2 separate regions of the Mus musculus genome follow, and region 1 is linked to region 2. The links are chromatin contacts, called in public HiChIP or PLAC-seq maps. All regions are on one chromosome and are shown on one strand. The core of a region is the stretch at or near the end of the contact, and the rest is flanking DNA. Distances in the headings are between cores, read along the strand shown. Region 1 overlaps Stum (mechanosensory transduction mediator). Region 2 holds the start of Acbd3 (acyl-Coenzyme A binding domain containing 3).

Region 1 (5,838 bases), core at 1,658-4,157, 270 kb after region 2:
CGTCAGTAGAAGCTTGGACTTGGGAAAAGGAAGTCCCATGGTGATTGCTTCTGAGAGCAACTTGCCTTTGTGCCTCCTGCTTAAGTCTGTGTCCAGGACAGCATGGGTGAGTGGGGATTCACATGGGAGCCCTTGAACTCACTATGATCAACCCAGAAGATCCAAGCCTTCCAAGGCACCAAGGATGCAAGTGAATGTTTGAATCAAATTGAACATAGAACTCCTTGGCAAGGGGTGGTAAGGTCTGCCATCTTAGAAATGCAAGAAGCCACTGGAAAGACGGAGCCATGTCTCACTGGTCCATCAGAGTCTGCCCCAGCAAGGCTTCACCACAGCTCCAGGCTGGGCTGGCCCACACTGCTTGCTCCACCTCCTTGAAGATCCTCCTTCTCAAGTTCCCGCAAACAGAGCATTCGTTGGAGTTTCCTTGAGGTTTAAAATGTGGCCTTTGGCAAGGAGCTGTTCACAGAAACTAAACAGGGCCATGGAGAAGACTCTGTGGAGTTGAGTGGGGAGGAATGTGCTTTTCTAGAGCAGTGTTTAAAGATGCAGCTGGGATTTGTTTCTTAGCAACAGGGCTCATCCAAAGCACACTGGCAGTGTCAGAACACCCGACAATGCTGGATGCCCGCAAGCACCATGTAAAAATAATAATAATAAAAAAAGAAAGTACTGAACAGGAGCCAGGGGCTGAGCACAACTCCTCCAACAGGTGGGAAACTCAGAGCCACGGACAGACAGATGTAGATGCTATGGGGTGAGTCTAGAGCACCAGGTCTGGCCACACTCTGCCCTCCTTCTTCTGTTTGTCCATCTGTCCGCCCGTCCCTTCCTCCCTCCCTCTTTCCCCCATTCTTCCCACACACAGGAGCTTCCCTCTCTTCCTCCCTCCCTCCCTCCCTCCGTCCCTCCCTCCCTCCCTCTCTCTCTTCCTCCCTCCCTCTCTCTCTTCGTCCCTCCCTCTCTCTCTTCCTCCCTCCCTCTCTCTCTTCCTCCCTCCCTCCCTCCCTCACACAGGATATCCCTTCTCTCTGTGAACATTAATAAGCCTGCCTCTCCTCCAGCCTCATCTTTCCCAGCCCCCGAGGCCCATTCAAAGGGCCTTTGAGCCCGTTAGCCTGAAGACAGGGGAGCAGTTAGGAACCCACAGTCATTTTCTTAGCTCCATTTTGCACCATCAGATCCCTTTAAGGTCGAGTCATTCTCAGAACAACAGCGTTGTTTAAAAATACATTTTAAAAATATATCTATTAGGTTGGCTTCTCAAAACGCCCCAGTGATATCAACAAGCAATTTTCAGTGCCAGTGTTAAGCACGAAGCCCCAGCCCCGGGAGTAGTGACAAGTGTAATGTGAAGTAGTGGCTTGAGGGTGCTCTGAGGCTGTGTCGCTGTCATGGGAGTGCATCAACTCTGTCCAGGCAAAAGCCCAGCCTGCTGTGTGCCCTCACAGCAGGAAGAGATGCTTCAGGCAAGGCAGAGGTTAGTGGCAATTGAGGGATTTTTTTTTCTGTGTCACATTGTAGATCGTGGCTGTGTGCACCAGGCTACCCCCTTATAGCTATTTCCTGTCTCCATCCTCTTCTTTCCATGTCCTGGAAACCTGTGCTTCTCGCACACCTGCACTGTTGTGTACAGACAGACAGACAGGAGCAGCAAGGCAGACACAATAGATGGAATCGAGTGAGGACTATTTCAGCTTCTGTAAGGACTTGTCAGGGTGCCATTCAGTAAGCCCCGTGTTATTCTTCACAAAGAGAATTCACAGCGCAGGCTTTCTCAGGTCAAGGCCACCGAAAAGTCATTTGAACTTGAAAAATATGAGAGCTCTTGGAGAGCTCTTTGAAAAAATTTTTTTTCAGCTTGATCCCCACCCCACCCCACTCCACCCCATTAAATCTACTCACTTATTTAACAATTTTGATATGCACCTATTAAGTGTCTAAAATGTAGAAGGTTCTCGACTATATCTAGGGTCTACAAGGATATTCTTAGGAAGCTGAGCTTCGGTGGACACCAGGGAACCTAAGATGGGACCATGACCACAAAGGCTCATGCTGAAGGGACCAGTGAGTCTAAGTCTCTCACTTCATAGATACAGACACTGAAGCTCACAGGTAGGAATGACAGATTTCTCAGGGAACTATTTGATTAGCATCCTTTTGGCCAGGAGCCCTTTGAAATCTACTGAGGAGCCAGGACATCTGAACGTCGTCCTCAGGATGCATCTGAGCTGGTGATGCGGCAGGCAGGGCTTCTGATTCCCAGAGGGTGTGGATGTCAGCTTTCTCAGTGAGGAAGCGGACTGTGGGAGTAAGGCACAGGGGACAAGCAAATAGAGCAGGTGTGGACAAACCCTCCCGCCCAGTGACAGTTCTGAACAGTGCCAAGATATTGTCCAACAGCAGGGTGACTTTGCAGGCTCCGTCAAGTATCCAGGCTCCCCACCAAGAGTTGCCAGACTTCCCAGGGGCTCTAAGCTGGACAGCTCCTAGCTGATCAGGATAGGGTGGCTGAGTGACCATGAAGAGCTTGGATAGAGAGGGTGAGAGGACTGGCAGGCAGGCAGCCAGCCCTTGTTTCTATAGCGCCTGCCAGGGAGACATGAGAGAGCCTTTTGGTGTTGGCCAAAGTACCAGATTCCCCATGCCATGGCATTTCCAAGAGGTGGGGGTGGGGGGCAGGGAGTGGGGGGAGAGAAAGAAATAGCATTTAAAACAACAACGACAACACAAAACAAAAAAGCCACCAGTCATTTCTACAGAGACTGTGTGCTCTGCCCAGCCTCTTGTGTCCCAGCCCTTTGGCTCCCTAGGACCGAAAATGTTAAAGGAAATTGTGCTGGATTCATGCTCCGCCCTCTCAGCTGTTGCTTCTTGCCCTAATAGGAAACATCTCAGCAAGTTCTCCCCAGGGCCTGCTGTGGCATCTGGCTGGGCTGGTGCCTGTCTGGGGCTGCTATCTCCATCCCTTCCCTGCTTGCTTGGATTGCTAGAAAGAGAAGCCCTTGGCCTGGCTTACAAGCCCCTTTATGTTGCCTCTTCCTGGCAAGTTCTGCAGCGTCCGTGGCAGAGCCTTCCCTCGGACTCAGTGGGCAGGAATAAGGCTGTTCTGTAGATAGACTGATGGCTGTCTTAGTCCAGGTCTCAGAAGAAAGAGAGATGGTGATCTGTGGGGCTGCTGGCTTAGAAACCGCAGGAGCTGGGGGGAGTCCATGTGTTTGTGAGACACAACTGGGGCCAGGGGAGGGCATGTATTAGGGGCATAGTCGGGGTAGGAACTAGGAGGGACTCTCAGGCTTGGAGAACTGTTGTGGGTTAACAGTCCCAGTTGCAGTGTTCATGCAAACCCTTCTCAGGGGCCTCTGTAATCAGCTTGCTACTCACACCAGGAAAGATGCTGCCTGTGCCCTGGACTACTCGACGCCTGACCCTACCTGCCCTGGGGGGTTGGAGGTGAGGTGGCGTAGAGTCAATGACACAGACTCTGGGAGCAAGTGAGAAACTGCAGCAAGCTCATCTGAGTGCTGCTGCAAGCTCCTTTAATACCCTCCACCTGAGCTCCATTCATCCCAAGAAAGCATCTCTTCTGAACAGCAGTTCCTGATTGGCTGGCATTCTCTGCACGAACAATCCTTGGTCTCTCAGGCAGTTCTCAATTAGGTCCTCCTGTGGGAGATGCTTTTATGGCTGCGCCCCTGGCATTTACATAGAGGTGCCCCCCCCTTATTCCGGCTACAGAAAGGACTGTTCCTTGTGTGCCAAAAGTTGAACTAATGAATCCCTACCCCAAGAGAAATTTAGTCTAATTGAGATTATACCTCTTTTATGAAAGACCTACCTCTCCCTGGAGTAGCCAGGGAGCAGTGAGTTGATGGGCATCCAAAGGCCTGGGTCAGCCAGCTTCCTGTTGCTATAAGAAACATCCTAGATAAAACTGGCTTGTACAGAAGAATGGTCATTTATTTAGGGTTCATAAATTCAGCCTATGGTCAGTTGGCCCATGGCTCTGGTCCTGGGGCACAACACTGTGGTAGGAGCCTGCTTCAGAACAAAAGTAGTCACCTCTTGGTTAGGAAGGAAAAACCAAGAGAGAACAGACGGCAGCCCCCTGCCCCCAATTCCCTTCGAAGGCGTGTCCCTGATGACACAGGGCCCTATTTGTTAAAGGTTCTACTACTTCCAGGAACAACAAGCTGGGGACCAAACCTTCAACACATGGGCCTTTGGAGGGAATTCAAAAGCTAAACTAGCAGGGTGTTTTTTAAAAAGTTGTGCTAAGTTGGTGGATATAACATAAATTTTACCAGCTTAACTAATTCTAAAAAATTTTGTGGTGTGCATGTGCGTGTGTGTGTGTGTGTGTGTATTGTCAGTTTTCTCCTTCCATCTTTATGTGTGTTCCCCAGGTTGAACTTGGGCACCCCACTGTCCTCCTCCACCCCAGCTCTGGTCATATACAGCAAGCTCCCTTACCGACTGAGTCATCTCTCCAGTCCTAACGTAACCATTTTTTAAGTGCACAGCTTCGTTGCATTAAGCACATTCACACTTGTGTAACCGTCACTGCCAACCACCTCCAGAACAGTTGCATCTTCCAGAACAGCATGTCTGTAGCCCTTGAGCTGCAGCTGTGCACCCCACCCCCACCCCTTGCAGCCCTTGGCGGCTACCTGAGAACAGGGCGGCAGAGTCCGGCAGCTGCCTTCTGTGTGCCTCCTCGATGATGCTCTGGAAATGTCTTCTTCATGAGCTCCTGTTGAATGTATTGCATTGCTGTCTGCATTATAAGTGGAAGCAGGCTTTGCCTTGTTTCTTAGGTAGCCATAGCTTCATGCTTTCCAGATGCCCCCTGCTCTTCTAGGCACCCAGAGCCTCCTTTAGTGCACATAACCACATGAAGAGGTACAGGGTATTGCTCTCATTTTCAGGAAGAAGGGCAAAATGGTTGAGTAACCTGTCCAAGGTCACACGGAGAGGTTATGTGACTTGTCCAAGGTTACATAGGTAGTGTGTGGCAGAGCCAGGTTCAAAACCAAGCAGGTCATTCTTGCAGCCCATGCAGGGGATAGAGTGCCACTTCCTGGGATTGATTTTTAGCCAGGGACTGTCCTCGCTGTGGCCAGGTACACTGATGTCAGCAAATAAGAGAACAGAAAGCAAACCAGGCATCAGAAAGGGCTCCAGACCACAGGGAAGCCTGGAGATAAGACCAGGTTGTCTCACGAACAAGGAGGGCTCTCTCCACCGGCCCTCAGTTCCACACTATCAATGTTAACACACACAAACACAGGCATTTACACACAGGACACACATATACACACAAGCACACATGTATACACACAGGCACATGCATACAGAAACAGGCACACACTAAGAATTACTTAATGGCTGGATGATCTTTTTTACTTGTTTGTTTGTTTGAAGCAGGATCTCTCACTACATAGCCTTACTGTCCTGGAACTCACTGTGTAGACTAGTCCAGCCTCCAACTCATAAGACATCTGGCTGCCTCTGCCTCCTGAGTACAGGGATTAAAGATGTGCACCACCAAGCCTGGCTGGTTAGACAAACTTAATGAAAAACTTCCTTAGCTTCCAGGAAGGAAACTGAGGGTGCCTCTGGAACCCCAGGGCAGTTTGTCACCAGTGGAGCAGGAACAACCACAACTTAATCTGGTTATTGTGAGCACAGTGAGATCATGGCTGCTTGTCGGCTTCCCAGAATGCCTTAGCATCTTCAGCTTGTCTCAGTATCATGGCCGTATGTGCTTCAAATGTCTTTCTTCCTTTTGGTAGAACCCAGGGGTTTACGCATGTTCACTGAGTTCATCAAGTTCCT
Region 2 (5,699 bases), core at 764-3,263:
TAAGTGTGAGACACCATCTCAGTGTTTTCTTCTCTTTACGAAGATACTGCTATTTTCAAAATAGATGGGCTCAGATGAAATACCTCTCCACTCCCTTTGTTTCCCATGCAGCAAAATCAAAGATTAGAATAGAAGTTGGTTCTTTCTGGCTCTGGAGCCATATCTCATTGGTAAAGAATGCACAATGCTCTTCCCAAGGACCCTAGTTCAATTCTCAATACCCAAGTCAGGCAGTTCAGAACTTCCTGTGACTCCAGCCCCAGGAGATCCAACACTTCTGGTCTCCTGGGGGACCCACATTGACACTGATACATACACACTCACTCACTCACAAAAATTAAAAATTCTTAAAAAATAAAAAAGAGAGAGAGAGTTAAAGTTGGTTTGTCCCTGTTTCTTGCAGCTTATGTTATTAAAATGCAAGTTCCAAAAATTAACTTTTAAGGGCAAGCACTGCTATGTGAACTGTACAGAAACCAGTGGATTCGCATTTATTTACGACAAACTCTAAAATCAAATCGGCGACTCAAGAGTTAAAGTGATCCTAAACTCATTACCACACAGGAAAGGCTGAACTCCTCCAGCCATGGCAAAGAACAGCTCAAGGGTAAACTTTAAAATACTATGAATTTAGAGTAACCATTTATTGTTCTGGAAAGTTTCATAGAATCTCACCTAGTTTGCACAATGAAAGTTGATTTAAAAATAAAACTACCTTCACACGGGTCACTACAGTGAACAACTCAACTTTAGCTGGTGAACTAGGCAATCCGAAAGCCCTAACTCTGGGAAGCTTGTCATAAATATGGGGTTCTAGAATGCAGGTGGAACCTAGCAACCCCTTTAAAGTTTCATTTGCCCTTATCTTGCTTTGTTTTCCCACGCAAGAACCTAAATAGCCTTTAAGAATCAGACTATGAGTCAAGCTCTTTCCCACTGACCAAATCTTGTGACTGTTACCTCCAGTATTAACTAGAGAAGAAAAAAGGCAGGAAATCACCGCACATCACAATTTTGTTTTAAGAAACAGTAGAGAGAGAGAGAGAGAGAGAGAGAGAGAGAGAGAGAACGAGAACTTCGCGCTTTAGTCTTCATCATTCACTTCCATGGTAGAATTTCCTAGCCACTTAGAAGTTACTAGAACACAGTGGCCATCACTTACTCACTCAGGCAAAAGGGAATAAATGAACTTAGTATTTTACTTCATCCTTCGCCACATCCCTATCGCCTAATGATCATGTCCCACACACGCTCACGGTTTACAAGGCTAGAAAAGGGATGTGTGGGACCCAATACAATTTTCTTCCACTAAGATAGTTTTTTTTTCTCTCTTTAAAAATCGCTTCGATGTTGTCGTGAGCCGTGAAAAACCGATACATAACAAAAAGGCGAAATCCATCCCAGAATAGGAGCCCCGGGGAGCGCGCGCTCCTGTCCACTCTAGCTCGTGGAAACCAGAAAACTTAAACCAGGTGGAACGCCCCAGCAACTAGGCGACACGGGCTGCTAAACCAGGGTTCTAGGTCTCTCAGGGGTGTGACCAGGGGCCGGACCGGCAGTGACAAACTCTCGGTGCCACCAAGGACGGACCGGCGCTCCGGTCACCCCGGCCTAGCTCGGGTGGGTGGGGCAGGCATGGCCGGCCCGCAGTCCCGCAGGGGCGAGTGACCCGCTCACTTTTGTAGAAGCGCAGCGCCAGGCCGTAAAGCTCCTCCAGGCCAAAGCCCCAGTGCTGCTCCATCCGCCGCGCCTCCTCGGCCGCGCCCTCAGCCGCCGCCTCCCCGGGCTCCCGCTGCTGCCCCGAGGCGCCGGAGCCCAGTCCATTCCCCGGGGCCGAGGACGGCGGCGTCTGCGGCGGGGCCCCCTCCGCGCCGGGCCTCTCCTCCGAGTCCGGGCTCAGCGTGAGACCGTCGAGCGACACCTCGAGCTGCTCTACGTTCAGCTGCGCCGCCATCTCCGCTCGCAGCGCCTCCTCGGCGGGGACAGGCGGCGGCCACGTATCGACTTCCTGCTGACCTCTCACCTCCGCTCGCCGACACCGGAACTTCCGCCGCCAAGGCGGCTGGGGTTTGAAAGCGCCGGGTGCCCCGCCCCCGAGCGTGTGGGCCACGCCCTCCCGTGCCCTCGGCTTGCTGGGGACCTCACGCCCCTCTCGGAGAGAGGCTCACCCCACCGCCGTGGCCGTCCCAGGGAGCCGGGACGTCCCGTGGGGTTCGTGGCGGTCCGCGTTGGTCGGGGGTGTGTGAGGTGAACCCCAAGCAGCGGTGTTGGGGGTGGCTGCTGGTCGCGTCCGACCCTGCAGGGGACAACTGCAGAGACATCTGTGCAGAGTCGCTGTTGGGAAGTTGCAGGCCAGTTACGGAGTCTCTTGCAACTGCCAGACGGTCAGAGCAACTGCCGTCTTCATTTTAAAGTAGAAATCAGGCTTTCGTCCCCTGCAGTGTTTGTCCTCTCCCTTAATTTATGTTCGTTCTCCTAAGGGAGGGAACGGTTGACTATTTTATTTTTTGCTATGTAGCTCAGGCTGACTTTGAACTCACTCGTTAGCTCAGGTTGCCCTTGGTCCTCCTGCCTTAATCTCCCGAGGGCTTTGACTACATGTGCAAGCCATCAGGACTAGCAATAAGGACAGCATGAGGCCAATTCAGCTATCCATGCCACGAAAGTGTAGGACCAGAAGACAGAATCTCTGCAGTGTCGGGTATAAGAAAGTAGGAGGTAGTTAAGGAGAAACAGCCAGAGTACATAGCACTCTCCTTTCTGTTTGCTTTTGTTTTTTTTGAGACATGGTTGTAAGCTACATAGCCCTGGCTGTCCTGTCACTATGAAGGTCAGACCAGACTAGCCTCAAACTCATAGAAACCCACCTCCCTCTGTTCTCGAGTGCTGTATTCTGGGATTTTTGGTTCCGTAGCAGAGTCTTCCAATTCATTAAAAGTGAAAAATTGTAAGATTTTCATGCATACACTGGGCAAGCACTCCAGCTTAGGGCTCTTTCATTGAGCTGAATGAATGGATGAAAGCACACTTCAATTACATACAGTATCAGTTCAGCTCAACATGATTTAAGGACTACCTTGTATATCATATACTATGGAAAATACAAAGGACAGTAGTCGTGTCCTACCCCTCGGCATCATGGTCCAGGAGGTGAGTCCGTGCCAGAGCACAATAGTATGGCCAGGCTGCTGGAAGGTACCTTCTGCCTCAGCACCTGTGAGCGGGTTCCCTAGCTTCTGTTTCCTCTTGGTTTGTTGAAAACACTGGAGTCATGAAACTATGTGTTAATATGTGTTTCAAGAGGCTGTGACATCACCAGAGAGCCTACTAACCCATCTTGAAGTTTCTGTCACCTCTGTATAGTGTCAACATGGGACCCAAGACTTCAATACATGGCCTTTGGGGGGCATTCCATTCCCAAAGTACAGTAGTGTGTAAAGCAAAATGTAAAGGAGTTGGGGAGGATTGCACACCTGTAATCCCAGTGCTTGGGAGGCAGAGGCAGGCAGATCTTTGAGTTCAAAGCCAGCCTGATCTATAAAATGAGTTCCAGAACAGCAGGGCTGCACAGAGGAACCTGTCTTGAAACAAAACAAAACAAAACAAAACAAAACAAAACAAAACAAAACAAAAAATCAGAAAGGCTTTGCTGGCTGGTAGTTTTTAATAAAATGTGACCACCATTATGTGCAACATTAAAATATACAAGAGCCCTTACCCTAAGGGGAGCTCACAGGGTAGAGTGTGTCCCTGGAGTTGACTAGAACAATTGGTATCTACTTTAAATCTGAACTGTTTGGTAGCCTGTTAAAATCTGGAATTTTAATGTCATATCATCAGGTTTCTGGCTTACCTTAAAATGAAGCAATCTACTGGCTATGGGCCTAATGCTGGTGGTTAATGATATTAGCTGGTGTTATGCAGGTTTTAAGATGTGCCCTAAGTTCACAGCCATTTACTGTCTTATGTGACAGAGACTGTCCAAGCTGTTATCACGGGTCACATGACAAGATTGATTGCTGTAGTTATCTGTCTGGTCACTTCTCTTAGGCTGCTTCTGCACTCTAACTACATACCACAGCCTGGGTGGTTTATAACTAACAGCTCTTTGTTTCTGACAGTTATTACAGCTGAGATGCTCAAGATCAAAACACTGGTTGTTTTGAAGTCTGGTTGGTGTGTAGCAGCTTCCTCTTAAGATTAAAACAGTCTGTCCTACAGGAAGCTCCTTAAGCAGGGAGGCAAACAACTCAAAATAGCTTCAGGAAGTTTCTGAAACTGACCAGATTCAATAGATCCCTCTGGTCAGAGTAATTCACCTCAGATCAAAAGAGAGCTGAGCTAAGAAGGAGACTTTGAGACCAGATCAGCTGCCTGGAATAAGCAGACCAGCAGCCCTGCCTGGAAGACATTTAGACCAACTGCTGCACCTGGAAGGACCCTCTTTAACTGTTGAGCTGCCTGCAGCCTATGCAGTGAGCTTCAGGTTCCCAGTCTTGTGAGCTGTCACCCATGCTAGGGTCAGCCTTAGAGATGCAAGTGTCATTTCTGCTCTGTAAGAACCCCTCACCTATATTCCTATAAGCAACTCCAATAAAACTCATAGTTCACCAAGTTGGATTTGGGTGGTATCTGTGCTTTGGTTTGTTGTGGGATCCCAATCTGGGGTGAGTAGACCTGTGTGTTACCTCCCCAGGAAAGGTTTTGTCACCCGACACTGGTTAAGGGCCCACTTTCTGGTCTGTATGCATCCATGTTCTTGTTAATAGTTTCACACAGTGGAAAGAACGGAGAAGCTCTTTGTGGCCTCTAAGGATGGTTAGCTCATGAGGGTGATAACCATATGAGCTTCCCTAACACTACATTAGAGTGTCATTACATGGGGGTTAGACATGACATTCTGTCTGCAACACCATAGCAGGTGTGTGTGGCTTCTTTAGACAGAAGAGAGGCTGGGCATTTCGGGAAATAGCTGAAAGCCTAGCACAAAGGAGAGAAAGGGAAAGAAGTGTTTAAGGTCATCCTCTGCTTCATACCGAGTTTAAGGCCAACCTGGGCTCCCTCCCCCTCTCTCCCTCTCTCTCCCCCCCTGACCTCTCTCTCTCTCTCTCTCCCACACACACCTACCTCACCATCTCTAACTAGAAGGAGAACTCATCTCTTCCCTGGTTTTATCATGCAATGTGGATGGGTTTAGGTTAGTTTATCTCTTCAAAAGTGTTCCAGAAGCTCTACAGCTAAGTGATAAGACAGAATTTCCCTACAGCTGGCACTATGCTCCTCCCTGCCTGCGCAGAGCATCCCCTCACTTCTGGGGTGTTTTGTTTTGCTTTGTTTTTATGAGGCAGCTTTGTTTTTTATGAGGCAGCTTTCTCATGTATGTCAGGCTGGCTTTAAACTCCCTGTGTAGCCCAAGCTGTTCCCAACCTTAGGCAAATCTTCCTCAGTCTACTGATGGCTGATGTTACAGGTGTGTGCCACCACACCACACTTGGAATTCATTCCCTCCCTCCCTCCCTCCCTCCCTCCCTCCCTCCCTCCCTCCCTCCCTCCCTCCCTCCCTCCTTCCCTTCCTGCTTGCTTTCTGAGAGAGAGTTACATACAGCCCAGACTGGCCTAAAACCTGTTATTTATTGAAGAATGACATTGAGCTATTTTTTCTTTCTTTCTTTCTTCCTTTCTTTCTCTCTCTCTCTCTC

Evidence for each region. HiChIP or PLAC-seq counts read pairs in DNA pulled down with a chosen protein or histone mark.
Region 1: an H3K4me3 HiChIP or PLAC-seq map of craniofacial prominence shows a contact between it and region 2, with 4 times the contacts expected there. The contact joins the enhancer-like site here to the promoter of Acbd3 in region 2. A contact is called at or near these places in 6 of 39 promoter capture datasets (the 3T3-L1 cell line, 3T3-L1-derived adipocytes, the C10 cell line and 3 more), 2 of 484 Hi-C or Micro-C datasets (bone marrow-derived macrophages and embryonic stem cells), 2 of 115 datasets of contacts at active chromatin or transcription factors (craniofacial prominence and large pre-B cells) and 3 of 9 other capture datasets (adipose tissue, macrophages and pancreatic islet).

Annotation. Positions count from the first base shown.
Region 1 is chr1:180,455,555-180,461,392 of GRCm38.p6, reverse strand. All of the region lies in intron 1 of Stum (mechanosensory transduction mediator), which reads left to right. Among named protein-coding and RNA genes, the nearest start is that of Stum, 25 kb to the left of the region's middle. Within about 2 kb of position 2,907, at least 21 of the 459 cell types and tissues checked have an H3K27ac peak or open chromatin away from gene starts, as enhancers often do. A contact at or near this core is called in craniofacial prominence, where this site is marked.
Region 2 is chr1:180,722,357-180,728,055 of GRCm38.p6, reverse strand. It overlaps Acbd3 (acyl-Coenzyme A binding domain containing 3), which reads right to left and starts at 2,013. Exons shown (of 8, transcript NM_133225.3): 1 at 1,678-2,013. The coding sequence starts at 1,954.